2 separate regions of the Mus musculus genome follow, and region 2 is linked to region 1. Evidence: chromatin contacts called from public HiChIP or PLAC-seq data. All regions are on one chromosome and are shown on one strand. The core of a region is the stretch at or near the end of the contact, and the rest is flanking DNA. Distances in the headings are between cores, read along the strand shown. Region 1 holds the start of Prmt3 (protein arginine N-methyltransferase 3). Region 2 holds the start of Slc17a6 (solute carrier family 17 (sodium-dependent inorganic phosphate cotransporter), member 6).

Region 1 (2,830 bases), core at 198-2,697:
GTTTTTAGACACAAAGCACACAATTATACAGCTGGCACATTCCCAAAGTGCCAGATTTCAAGTGACCTTGGTAGTCCTACAGCACCTGCACTACAGCGTGAAGAATAACACTTCTTTTGTATGTAACCTCCAACACTGAAGGACACGAACGAATATACAGCAGAGACTCCGCACTTCACTTCTGTATGCCTAGCACACAGGCAACTCTCAATGTCTGCCAAGACAGGTCATCTGGATCATCCTCGCAGCCTATCACAGGGCACTGCACCACAGATGCTCAATAAATACAATAAATACGAGTGTGCAGTCATTCTCCTCTCCAATGAGGCGCCACCTAGGACCACTAATATGCCACCAGTCAGCACCAGGAACCGACACAGGGGGCGGGACCCAGCAGCGCTAGTCAACATCAATCACCCCTTTTTCAGCCAAGTCACTTCCATCTAAGATGCAGGATTTTAAGTGAAAAGAAGGTGTGTCCTAGGAATATAAACAGCAGCTTCGTGACCTTGAACAAGTTGGTGGCTCTGCAGCCTCATTTTCCCCTAAGTACAAAGAGCATCAGTTCCTCCCTCAATCATGGAAGTGAGCTAGTTCTGTCTAAATGGCTCAGTTGAATGTTACATGAGAAGAGAACGTCCTATTATAGGATGGTAGAAATGGAAGCGCGCTTCCAGTCTATGCGCTTTCAAAGTCTGGTATCCAAGGAACAGAATGAAAAACACCCAGCCTTCATGGAATCCCTAATTTAGGACTAAGGTGTGAAGTTCAGATTTTTTCTGGGTGTGTTTTCGAGAGGGTCTAGCTTGGTGACTCAAGGCTGGCCTGGGATTCCTGACCATTCTCCTGCCTCAGCCTCCAGAGTGATGGTATGCCAGGCCTGACTTAGTATGGGGGGTGGGGGGGGGGAATTAGAGTGAGGGGTGGGGTTGACTGGGCTGCAGAGGCAAACCCAGAGCGCGGTCCCCGGCTCCGCCCCCCCCGGACCACGTGAGCAGCCCCTTGTCAATCAACCGTCCCGCGCGGGCCGGAGCCTCGGGCCCGCCACGTGCTCGCTGGCGCTGCGGCGCGCCTTCCACACCGGCACGAACCTGTCACAGAACAGGCAGGGTGTGTGCTGCCGGCCGTGCGCGGGCTCAGTGTCCGCGTCCTCGTCCTCCCAGCCCGCGTCGTCTCCGCTGTCCGACAGTTCCAGGGGCTCCGGCCCCAGCTCGGCGCCACGGCCTGCAGAGCACACACGGTCAGCACCGAGACCCGCGCCCGCCCACCCGCGCCCCGCCGCCCTACGCGAGGGGGCACCCACCGTTCCCCGCCGCTAGCGAACACATGGCCGCCGACCAAGCGCGCGGCCGCACAGCGCGGCACCGGAGCCGGGAACGAGCGGCGCGGGTGCGCGGGAGCCCCCAAAGCGATCCACACGCGGAGCGTGAACCGTCCGGAGAGCGCTTCCGGGTCACGTGGGCGTAGGGGGCGGGGCACCGCTCTCCGGCTTGGACGCTTGCGCAACCGAGGCGCCGGCGCTTACAAGGTTGAGCACCGACTTATCGCAGCGCCCTCTGGCGGCAGAGATGGCCAATGCAGGCCAGGCTCGGAGGCTCTGGGGAAGACAAGAAAGCCCCTTAAATTAACCTGTATGCTGATGTATGTGGGTGTGCACTCAAGCCCCACACCCCTACTAGGGGTTAAAGTGATAAAGTGAGAACCATGGGCTTTACAAACACCCTAAGTTTGAACTCTATTTCTGAATGCTTGAATTCTAAGCATGAGCAGGTAACCTGCCTTCTCTTGGCCTCAGTTTCCTGACTGGTAAAGCACTCTCATGACTGCAGTAACCTGATGGTTATGGTAAGACTTACACGTGTGTGAAAAGTTTAGGCATTAACTTGAGCCTATACAATGGAAACAGGTGGACTGTGTGATATGTGCCAACAAATGCTCTCTGCCCTGCCTGTGGGGTTAGGGAGGATACCAGGGTTCCCGAGTCTCAGGCTGCCTCCTTTCTAATATTCCTAGTATCTAACAGTGGAGTTCCCTTAGGCAGGTGGGAAGCAGTAATTCTGGGTAGGTAAAGCCTCCAGGCTGCAGATGAGGCTGGACTCTGCATGGGGCATGTTTGAGGACATGGCCAGCTAGGCCTGCATAGTATAGTGTCAGACAGCTCAGTTCAACTTCCCACCATGCACACCCTCGAGCCAGTGTACTGCTGATCACTGAAGCTCTTTGGTGGGCAGTTCCTCTTCCCCTCTGTTGTGTTTTATAAAAAGATAAAGGGAGAAGGGATATGTTTTGGTGGAGGTGTAGTCAGGTGGGGGGGGGGGGGGAGTGGTGCCTCTGCGGGCCCATGCTGAGGCACCTCTTCCCCCTGAGGGCATGGTATAGTAATAGTATAGAATAGAGTTTATTCAGGGCATGGGGAGGGGAGTTAAGAAGGTAATAGAGACAGAAAAAGGCAGAGAGAGAGAGAGAGAGAGAGAGTAGCGGATTAGAGGAGTAGAGGCCAGCCATGAGCACGTGGAGAGAGAGGGGGGAGGGAATGGGGAGAGAGGGGGGCAGGAGCCAGAAGGCAAGAGGACTCAGAGGGGACAAGCAGCCCCTTTTGTAGTGACTCAGGCATACCTAGCCAGGTAACAGGGGGGGGGGTGCTAACACCCTCCCCCAACAGGATTTTGCTCACATCATAATTTTTTAAAATATTTTTGAGAATATCACACAGTGTCTCTTGATCATATGCCTCCCACTCCTCCTCTTAATTCCTCTCAGATCCATCCACTCCCATGGCCCTACCCCTCACCTTTATATCCTTTTAAAAAACAATAACATGGATTCCAGT
Region 2 (2,830 bases), core at 207-2,706, 1.8 Mb before region 1:
TCCAACAGAGAAACATCAATGATCAATTATTGATATATTTTGATCCTGTTTCATTCAATACAGAATTTCCCATGGGAGAGTTCTTCACTATGTTTTTGCAGCTAAGGTCTAGATTCCTTTTCTTTCATTTGTCTTTGAAGTTTATTTTTAAAAAGGGTTTTGGCTTTTGTTATTCACTTGTTTGGATCAAAGGGATTTTATTTGTGAAATCTATAAGAAAACAAAGACAGGCTTTATGAGCAGGTGCTGAACGAACATTTTGGAATTGCAAAGGAGGATTAAGAACTGAATTGGAGCACATGAGAATCCCCAGGTAATGAAACAAAATCACACACACACACACACACACACACACACACACACACACACACACACGACAGGTTCGTTTAGTGTCACATTCCTGCATTCATAAGCAGGTTTCCAGTGGAACCTAGCTTCAGCAATGAGCAACAAAAAGACTTTCCCACCATGTTACAATCTTTCTAAGTAATCAAGCTTTTCAGAAATGGCTTTGCAGATTCTGTCCAGATGAGTCCCAGGTAAGCATGGGGTTGCAGTCTCTTACCTGTAGATCTGTCCGAGGGATTTTCCAGCAAAATTCTTTATCCCCTCTTTCCCCGGGGCCAAAATCCTTTGTTTTACCGACTCCATTCTTGTAAAGACTGGTGTCCAGCCTTACCAGATTTAAATTGTTGTGGCTATGAAAGACGGATTCTGCGCATAGTCTTAGTTGGTTAAGGTAGAGCTTTTTCTTCTCAGCAGAGGTGAGCTTTCCAGCAAGGCTGTGAGTTGGAGAGGGGAGGGAGGGCGAGAAAGAGAGTACAACAGAATAGCTGCATGCAGCCCACGGGTTTCCTAATAGGAGAATTGGTACACACAGTCACAAAGTCTCATTGGAAGGGGAGGATCCGGTGGCCGAGGGCGCGCGCAGTGCCGTGGTATTTGGGCGGGTGCTGATGAGTCCCTGTTCTGGAAGTCACCTCACCGAAAAACAACGTAAATTCCCGGTTTTGAAGTCTTATCGCAATCAAATCCGCTGTCTTTTAATCAGATTGACCAGAAACGTCATCGAACCCTTGTGTAAGGAAAAAAGCAAAAGAACCCTACTGTCTAAAATGGTGACTTTGCTGATCAGAGCTCATAGCTCTCAGAACCCTTGGGAGCTTCCTAGGCCTCAGGTGAGCGGCTGCTGTTAGCTTCCTGCCTTAACATGGTCTCCTCCCATCGCGCCGGCGTAATTGTGCTCTGCGGCAGAGTGGCAGAGTGGAATTAAGACTGAGAATGTTAGCTGATCTTTGCGAACGTGAGTGAATAACAGACACACAGCTGTGGTTTAGGCAGCGCCGGGGGAGACCTTCCATAAAACCTGACCGCTCCCGTCAGTGCGCGCGGCGCAGTTTAGCATTTCAGGACCACGGACAGAGGAAGCTAAGGAACCTTGGCTGCTGCTTTTGGCTAACCCGCTCGCCAACTTCCTAGGGGAGCTGGGCGGATCGCCCTGACCAAGGGCCTTTCTAGGGCTCTTCAGGAACGGATGCTATGGAAACCAAGTAGGGAGATGTCATCGTCTGCAGAGTTCTCAGGAGGAAAGCTGCATTTGGCTCTGCAAGGGAGGAGGGCTTTATTAAACACTGACAAGTTACTCTGCTTGGCCACCCGTTGCCCAGCATGTACATACTAGCTCTGACAGCATGGTGAAGAAGCAACACTGCAGAAGCTTCTACTTTAGGTGTGTGGTATCCAGGTGAACACCTGGTTCCCCTCCGATATAAAGCTTATGTTTATGAGATGCATAATAATATTGCTTGTGTATTTGATTCAACCCCTAAGACGAACAAGAAAGGATGCAGAGAGAGAAATGGAAGGAGACAAAAAAAAAAAAAAAAAAAAAAGAGGTGGGACAGAGAAGGAGGAGAGACAGAGAGATAATGACAGCTGTAACATTAGTGCACTTTCCGAATAAAGGACAGGCAGTCTGAAATGAATTCTTTGGAATTCTAAGTTTCTTTAATTAACTAATGCACAACACAATACTGAATTATTTCTAATTACAGGTAAAATTTGTACCTATAACTAAGCTTGTTAGCGAAGAGTAACTGATAATGTTTTAAAAATTTATTTCAATATATTTACACTCTATTTAAATTTTATTTTTCCCTCCTTATGACACCTTTTCTTAAGAGGGAGGCTATTTTTGCCATTGTTGCTTGTTGGGTTTTGAGAGATGGTCCTACAAGGTTTTCCATCTTAGTTGTGTATAATACCATTGAACCTATATCATTAAGCAAAACAATTAAATTGTGCTGAATTAATGTGAGTTATTTCGCATGGACCACAACCCTCTTAAGATGCAGTCCAGGCAAGTGCTTACGAAACAGACTGTCCTTGAGCTACATCCCCAAGGTTAAACCTTGGATGCTAGCTAAATCAACCAGGGGAGTGCGTTTTACATAGGGACTATTGGATTACATCCCAGAGGTACGGTGCAGAGTCAAATAAGAATGTTCTCTGACGATTTCAAATGATATGTGGAAAAAAATTTCCTAAAATAGAGAGATGAAAAAAAATCACAAATAGCTAAAACCCTTTGCAATTGTTAAATCCAAATCCAAAGCCTATAAAATTGTATTTCATTAAGAAGTATGGTTGAGCAAGAATACCACGATTACATTCCTGTTATTTTGGGACATATGCATTATGTGAATGTTATATATTATATTACGTATATACTTTAAAAACCAGGAAGCCATCTTCAAAAATATCCCTGGAATGCCACAAAATTGAATGCACTTCCATAGGAGATAGAGTATAAAAGAAAAAAATATAGGGT

The links. HiChIP or PLAC-seq counts read pairs in DNA pulled down with a chosen protein or histone mark.
Region 2: a contact with region 1 is called in an H3K4me3 HiChIP or PLAC-seq map of embryonic forebrain, with 3 times the contacts expected there. The contact joins the promoter of Slc17a6 here to the promoter of Prmt3 in region 1. A contact is called at or near these places in 3 of 39 promoter capture datasets (cranial neural crest, hippocampal neurons and liver) and 4 of 115 datasets of contacts at active chromatin or transcription factors (astrocytes, embryonic forebrain, embryonic hindbrain and 1 more).

The regions. Positions count from the first base shown.
Region 1 is chr7:49,776,975-49,779,804 of GRCm38.p6, reverse strand. Prmt3 (protein arginine N-methyltransferase 3) reads right to left here and starts at 1,447. Exons shown (of 16, transcript NM_133740.2): 1 at 1,304-1,447; 2 at 1,092-1,224. The coding sequence starts at 1,328.
Region 2 is chr7:51,620,456-51,623,285 of GRCm38.p6, reverse strand. It overlaps Slc17a6 (solute carrier family 17 (sodium-dependent inorganic phosphate cotransporter), member 6), which reads right to left and starts at 1,456. Exons shown (of 12, transcript NM_080853.3): 1 at 566-1,456. The coding sequence starts at 651. Gm33136 (a long non-coding RNA gene) reads left to right here. Exons shown (of 4, transcript XR_003946771.1): 1 at 1-539; 2 at 1,052-1,178.